Regions from separate parts of the Ovis aries genome. Here region 2 is linked to region 1. A link is a contact called in public Hi-C data. All regions are on one chromosome and are shown on one strand. The core of a region is the stretch at or near the end of the contact, and the rest is flanking DNA. Distances in the headings are between cores, read along the strand shown. Region 1 overlaps DIP2B (disco interacting protein 2 homolog B). Region 2 holds the start of DIP2B (disco interacting protein 2 homolog B).

The links. Hi-C and Micro-C count contacts between places; a contact is called where the count stands out from the background.
Region 2: a contact with region 1 is called in a Hi-C map of hypothalamus, with 4 times the contacts expected there. The contact joins the promoter of DIP2B here to the enhancer-like site in region 1. A contact is called at or near these places in 14 of 16 Hi-C or Micro-C datasets (blood, hypothalamus, liver and 7 more).

Annotation. Positions count from the first base shown.
Region 1 is chr3:135,701,312-135,704,935 of ARS-UI_Ramb_v3.0, forward strand. All of the region lies in intron 2 of DIP2B (disco interacting protein 2 homolog B), which reads right to left. It overlaps LOC132659435 (a long non-coding RNA gene), which reads left to right. Exons shown (of 2, transcript XR_009599907.1): 1 at 1-3,624. Among named protein-coding and RNA genes, the nearest start is that of ATF1, 120 kb to the left of the region's middle. Within about 2 kb of position 1,665, at least 9 of the 54 cell types and tissues checked have an H3K27ac peak or open chromatin away from gene starts, as enhancers often do. A contact at or near this core is called in hypothalamus, where this site is marked.
Region 2 is chr3:135,827,289-135,831,253 of ARS-UI_Ramb_v3.0, forward strand. It overlaps DIP2B (disco interacting protein 2 homolog B), which reads right to left and starts at 1,636. Exons shown (of 37, transcript XM_060412600.1): 1 at 1,383-1,636. The coding sequence starts at 1,482. It also overlaps the pseudogene LOC132659434.

The DNA of each region.
Region 1 (3,624 bases), core at 415-2,914:
TGATGCCACAGACATATAGATTTCTGACAGAACAAGTGGAAAGAGAAGTCGCTCAGCCATGTCTGACTCTTTGCAATCCCATGGACTGTAGCCCACCAGGCTCCTCCATCCATGGGATTTTCTAGGCAAGAGTACTGGAGTGGGGTGCCATTGCCTTCTCCAGGGCATTTCCCGACTTTGACTCAAATGTGTAACACACTTGCTTCAAGTTCAAGAGAGGTGATATAAAAAACAAGAAGAATAAAAATTAATTCCTAGGAACTCAACCACTTTAAGTGTAACATGGGAGCTTAATAATGAAACTGCAGCTTATCTTTTTTAATGTGAACAATCACTCTCCAAGTTATTCTAAATTTTATCTTCTAAAAACTTCTATTTCCATTTACTGGAGTTTTTTTTTTTTTTTTAAACATAAAGATTTCCAGATAGATTTCATTTGTGCACTGAAAAAATGGAAAGTAAATGAAATAAAATGTCAATAGTAATTATCTCAGGGCAATGAGACTGGATGTTTTATTTTCCCATAGGCTTTACTGACTTTCTATAATTTAGAAAAGTTCTCTTTTTCAGTATATAAAAAATAATATATGTTCATTATAGAACATCAAGATAATAGTTAAGTATAAAGAAAAAAGAAACGATTCTGGATTTTCTTAATTTGAAGGTCATACCAGAGAGAGCAGATTCTTACCAAAATAAGTTAAAATAATATCCAGTTTTCAGCTTCCTAGATAAATTACAACACTGTGAGAAGAATTTTCCAACCTTCTAAAACCAATTGTCTTCTTTTCCTTTCCCCCAAAGCAACTGGTAATTCAGTGCATATCTGAAGGTGAGAGGGAGGAAACTATGTCCTGGTTGGATTAAACAGTTTTTGGATGGCTTATTGCTTACTTAGCTTCTTTGCCAGGGCAACAATGCATCACAGAAGGAAAGCAGGAAATACAGACCACCAGTCTCCTGAAAGAGGAGGAGGGGTCGGGGGGCACAGGGGCCCCGTAAGGCATTAACAGCACGCCCAGAGTCAGCTGGGCAGGCAAGATGATGCTTAAAGACGAACCATGCCCTGGCCATGGCTTCACACTCAACCATATCTCAGGAATCACCTGGGGCCCAAAAGCAGAGCTTTCTATAGTTTGAATAAGATGTGCACTATTTCACTACCACAGTAAGAAGCGAAAAAAAAGCAAAGGTGGAATTAACTACTAGTATCAACATGATATGTATTAAATGCCATGAAAAGTGAAAAACTATGCAGACATATAAAAGGGTCTCAAGTGATAAAAGAACACAAAATGTTATGTATATTATTACAGCTGTGTATGTAAAACTATCCACCTATAATTATATGGGCTTTTATATATATAAAATGCCTTAAGTAGTTAGGATGAGGTAGTGATAGCTGCTGTGGAGAACTTTACCATTTCTTTACCATTTTGTTTACCGAAAGAGCTATGTATAAAACCAAAGTAATTTTAAAAGACACTAAATATAGGTTAAGTGCTGGAGGAGAGCTGCGAACCTCATAAATCAAGCCTTCTTCAAAACTTCTAAATTCTAGAGCAAAACATCCTTGAGCTTCAAAGAAAAGGATTACTGCTGATTACTACATACAGTGACCACTTCTGTTTAGGGGTTCCCAGATCTCTCAGTCTGTTATACACAGTATCCACTAGGGGTCACCCTTATGTTTAAATAGGGATGATAGAATCTTTAACAGTAAGTTTAGACAAATTTTCATTTCTTCTACAACACAAAGCCTCCTTTCTCAATGGTCAGCATGTACATAATTTACTGTTCTCTGACAGAAGAGACACCAGAGTCTCCCATGATTCTATTGTTGGAACATAACAACAATGATAACCTGGAAAAGCAGCTGATCTTTAGTATAAACTATGCAAAATTTCCAATTCAGGTTTATCTTTCAACTCTGCCAATGATTTAACAGAAATTTTCATCTGCAAGAGTCATAGAGGGAAGGAGGATGTGCTCTGAGAACCAAGAAATACAACGCTTCAACTTACAGTGATCAAAGCAGACACACTCACTGGTCTCAGTGCCGGTGTCCAGAGAAAAAGACACCTTTTTCTTTAATTTAGCACTCATAGTAAATAAGTGATCATTGATTCATGCGTATCTTCTACATCATGATATGTGCTGAGAGGGAAAAAAACAAGGTTCTCTGAGCCTACACAATGAGGGATTTAATTTATACTAGAGTTTTAGGGGCAGTCTGTTAAAAGGAGACTCTGATGTAGGTTTCAGTTAGGCTTAGGAGTGGTGGGGGTGGGGGTGTTCCTGGGGGAGGAGCTACTTTATACAAAAGCACAGTATTAGAAGTCCAGTGAGGGAGAAAAATCTTGACAAGTCTGAGGAAGGTCGAAGGGGCTGAAGCACAGTGAAAGAGGTGGAGTGAGACAAAATGAGGCTGGAGAAGAAAAGCGGGGCCAGGTCACTTGTCCTAAACCAAAAGAGCAGCCTTTGAAGGGATTTGGACAGGAAATGACAAAATAACAATGATAATACAGTTCTAAGGCTCTTTAAACTTTCGAAACACCATCTCATTTTATATTCACAATAACATTATCTGACAGATATCATTAAGGAAGCAGGACACCCATCACAGATTAAATTTATTTTCCTACAGTGAGAGTGTGTCCATAGTCACCTTGAATCATTATATAAACAGAGCTCCACTCCCATCTCCACCCTCCACCCTCGGTGAAGGTACTCTGAATCACTCAGAGATTCTTCCCTGGAAGCTCACTGAGGAGAGCCTTCCTCAGTAGGCTGAGTGATTAACCAGCCTTACTGCCTTACTCCCAGCTTCACTCCCTACCTTACTGCCTGTGGGAAGGGAGGAAAGAGTCTGCATTTCAAGTATGGAAAGGGGCCACCTGCCCATGGTGAATCCTAGGGGTGGATTCTGAGAGGGAGAGGAACTGGAGGTTCTGGGTCTGAGAAGCTTCCCAGGCCACTTGGCATCAGGAAAATAGCTGTGTGTGGGCTCAAGGAACACAATACCAAGAGCTTTGCCCTGAGAATTCAAGTGGGGTGTCTTGGCTGAGCCTAGCAGAGTGGGGTCTCTTCCTCAGAGTGGCTGAGGCGGGACCCAGGTTGAGCACTGGGTTAGCATTACTGATCACAAAGGACGGACTGGTTTTCAACAGCACCCCCGTGAGGCCTGAGGGGCAGCAGCAGACAACGGGGCTCCTTGACCCTTTCGGATGTGGAAGCTGCACTGACCACCTCTCCTCCTGCACTACCGGTGTCCCAGGGGGTTCCTGGATAATCCAAAAGGAAAGTGAAACCCCAAGAGAAAAACTGTGGACTTCCTTCTAAAGAGGCATACGGGGACAAATAAGATTGTAACGCATGCTCCAGTTCATAGTGACTGTACTGCTGTCCAAATCTAGCAAATAAAAGGGCAGAACTGGGACTGGAACGTCCTTTTCGTTATGCTGGGATCCTCACTTGGGAAGGAACTTCTGTATTAAAATGCGATAGTGGAAATACAACAGATCCCATCCTTCTACTCCCATCACAAGAAAAGCACAGAACTCTGTCTCAGTTCAGTTCAGTAGCTCAGTCGTGTCCGACTATTTGCAACCCCATGGACTGCTG
Region 2 (3,965 bases), core at 386-2,885, 130 kb after region 1:
GTAACTTCCCAACTGATTAACCGAAAAATAATACGTTGCTAATTGAGTGCAAATGAAAAGGGCACCTTCCTATACATTGGGAAACCCTAACAAGGTTATTAAAAATAATTATTTCCCTCCATGCCCAAGTGACTTTATAACACTCAAATCTTTTTTTTTTTTTTTACTGTAAAGGATGGGGGGAGGGGCTATGTAGAGAGAATGCCTTGATAAGTAAACAAAAAGTCAAAACTCTCCTGGAAACTTGTCACATTCTTCTTTTCCAATCAGCAATTTTTAATCCACTTGAAAAATGCTAGTGGAGAGGGCTTTTGGCAAAGAACTCAAGAAGAATATGCAACTCTGGGGGCACCACCACAGTACTGATATCAAGCTTGGAGAGAATGCTGCTTTTGTCTCAGAGGCAGCCTGTGACAAAAACAGGAACTTTATGGAGAACTGATCACAACTGCCCAAGAAGCCTGATCACATGCCCACCACAGGGCAGCGTTTCTCTCATTGTTGTCCAGGGACTTCTCGAATAATAGTAGCTCGATTTATTCCATTCTTTTAATTCTCAAAACCAATCCAAGCGTCCTTGTAACAATCCATTGTCAAAAGAAAGACCGTGCCGGCCAGGATTTGCAATGTAACCAGTAGCCACCTCTCTCCTTTCCTAAGATTCCAAAAGGTGATCAGATGCGGAAAATTCAGCCCGAATACAGGCACCGAGGGAAGAAAACAACAACAACAACAACCCTTTTGACAAACGTGGTCTAAAAGCCGCCCCGTGTGTCTCTCTCTGGGTTAATGCCACTGCTTCTGGCCTCCTTAGGACCCTCAACGGCCCACCCCGCTTCTATCTCACTCCTGTCACTGGGGAGGCATCTCGCATTGTTAAACAAGGAAGAAGAAATGCTGGAGGATTTCCCCTGTGTCTCTCTCTCTTTCTGAAGGGGGGAAGGGGAGCTGAAACAGGCGTGGGGCCCTCCCCTGGAAGAGAGTACAGGAGGACTGGAGCAAGCTGTCAGCCACCCCGCCGGCGGCCTCACCCCCACCCCGCCCCCACCGTGCCCCGGCGCCCGGGCAGGAGCCTGAAGCGGGAGGACACAGCTTTGTCTGGGGTTTGGGGGGACAGGGAGCGCAGAAGCAGCCCGAGCCTGAAGACCTCTCCCCCCAGCCCCGGCTCCCCCGCTCCCAGAGAACACCATCAACCACACGGAAAGCCACTTTCCGGGGTAGGAGAGGAGGAGAGCGACCCTTCACGTGAAGCCCAGGCCAGATTTCCGGCACCCTCCTCCCCTCTGCCCGCACGGCCACCAGGGCGCGCGGTGGGGACCCGGTCTCCCCTCGCCGCGATCCGCAGCGGCGCCCGGGCGCCCGCTCCCTCGCCCGGCTCCTACCCTCCGAGAGCTCCAGCTCCAGCTCCGCCAGCTGCGCCCGCACTTCGGGCGGCAACGCCGCCACCGCAGCCGGCGAGGGCTCCAGGCCTCGCTCCGCCATCCCGGCTCTACCAGCCACACTCCGGAAGACAAACGAGGGGGCCGAAGGAGGGACGGACTGACGCGGGCCCACACCCCGGCTACAGGATCCGGCTCCGGCCGCCGAGCGCCGCCAGCGCACCCACTGCCGCCGCCGCCATGAGCAAGGGTCACGTGAGCCCGGCGGCCCCGCCCCCGGACCCAGGACGCACCGCCTCCGCAGGCGCGTCAAGCTGCGGACTCCCGGGCTGATGGCGCCCTCTACTGGGAGATTCCTGAAACTACGAGTCCAAGCCCGCTGCCACGATTTCTCTCCAGAGAAATGGGCTCACTGTGTTGCTGTGGACCCGGACGTTTACCTTTTACGAACTCGCGAGGAAGGAGTTCTCAGGGGCCCCAGGCCTTGCTTTGTCCAGTTCTCTGCACCTAATAGTGTATGCTTTTATCTTGCCCCTTTATTCGTTTCCCGGGCTAATTGACACCACCCATTCATAATGACTTGAACTCAGGCAGTTCTTTTCACTGGGGCTTCCTGGTCACATTTACCAGGAGCTTTTTGTTTCTAAGGGGCTTCCCAGGTGGCGCTAATTGGCAAAGAACCCGCCTGCCAAAGCAAGACATGTAAGACACTCAGGTTCCAATCCCTGGATCTAGAAGATCCCCTGGAGGAGGGCATGGTAACCCACTCCAATATTCTTGCCTGGAGAATCCCATGGACACTAGAGCCTGGCAAGCTATGTTTCTATTTCAGTTCTAGCATTTAAGACAGAAGGAGGAGAATCTGCGTCCTCCTGCCTAGACTTCTGACCTCTTCCCAGAGGAGAACTTTGTCTTCCTTATCTTTTTATCATTCTTAATGTATCATTAATAGGTGTTCCAAAAGTATTAGTATTTTAATTCAACTTAAGGATCCAGACCTGTATGTATTTTTTACTACTTACGTATTTATTTTTAAATTTTTCGTTGCTCTTTCTTGCTGTGTGCTGGCTTTCTGTAGCTCGGTGAGATGGGGCTACTCTTCATTGCCTTGCACAGGCTTCTCACTGAAGTGGCTTCTCAATGTTGTGGAGCGCAGGCTCTAGGCACTTGGGCTTCAGTAGTTGCAGCAGGTGGGCCTCAGTAGTTGTGGCCCATGGGCTTTAGTTGCCCATGGAATGTAAAAATCTTCCCAGACCAGGGCTTGAACCCATACTCCCTGCATTGGCTGGCAAATTCGAGTTCACTGTACCACCAGGGAAGTCCAGACCTGTATTTACCAGAAAATACTGGGACAGTTGGGAGAAGGCAATGGCAACCCACTCCAGTAGTCTTGTCTGGAAAATCCCATGGACGGAGGAGCCTGGTAGGCTGCAGTCCATGCGGTCCCGAAGAGTCGGATAGGACTGAGCGACTTCACTTTCACTTTTCACTTTCATGCACTGGAGAAGGAAATGGCAGCCCACTCCAGTGTTTTTGCCTGGAGAATCCCAGGGACTGGGGAGCCTGATGGGCTGCCATCTATGGGGTCGCACAGAGACGGACACGACTGACGTGACTTAGCAGTAGCACTGGGACAGTTGCTTTAAATTGCCATTCTTTAATAGTATTGTCTTTTATGTAAATGCCAAATCTCCCCATACAGTTTGAGAGAATTCCAGTATTTTTTTTCCCCTTCCGTGCTAGTCCAAAATTGGTGCTTTGAGAGTTAAGGCCTCAGCATCTATTCTGTGGTAGTTTATGGGCTGGAAGGGGGAAAAAATTTTTTTTTAGGCTGAGAAAAGAATTTCAGCTTGGAAAAAGGAGTGTAACATCATGCCTGATTGGATAGTAGAGTTTGAAATTTCCTTTTAACTGCAACAATGTAAGAAAAATCTGTAGGAATGTAAGTATATCTGTCCTCTGGTTTACAATGAGGACTGTGGCAGCTTTTTTTTTTTTAAGGTGGCAAATTTGTTGACATTCCTCCCATCAAAAAAGTGAGGTCCAGGGCTTCCCTGGTGGTCCAGTGGTTAAGAATCCACCTGCCAGACATCGGAAACAGACTTGGGGACACAGAGGAGGAAGGAAAGAGTAAGACAAATTGAGAGAATAGCATGGAAACATATACATTACTGTATGTCAAACAGATAGCAAGTGAGAATTTGCTGTGTAAAACAGGGAGCCCAACCCAGAGCTCTGTGACTGCCTAGAGGGATGGGATGGGGAGGGAGATGGGCTGGGGTGTTCAGGAGGGAGGAGACATACGTATAGGTGTGGCTGATTTGTGTTGATGTGTGGCAGAGGCCAACACAATACTGCAGAGCAGTTGTTCTCCAGTAACTGTATTTTGTTGTATACTTCTCAATATTGTACAGTTATAATCTTTCATAACTTTTTTTTAAAGAATACAAAAAAGAAAAAAAAATCCACCTGCCAATGCAGGGGACAGGGGTTCAGTCCCTGGTCTGGGAAAATACCACATGCTGAGAGGCAACTCATGCAACTAAGCCCGCATGCCACAACTGCTGAGCCCACCTGCCTAGAGCC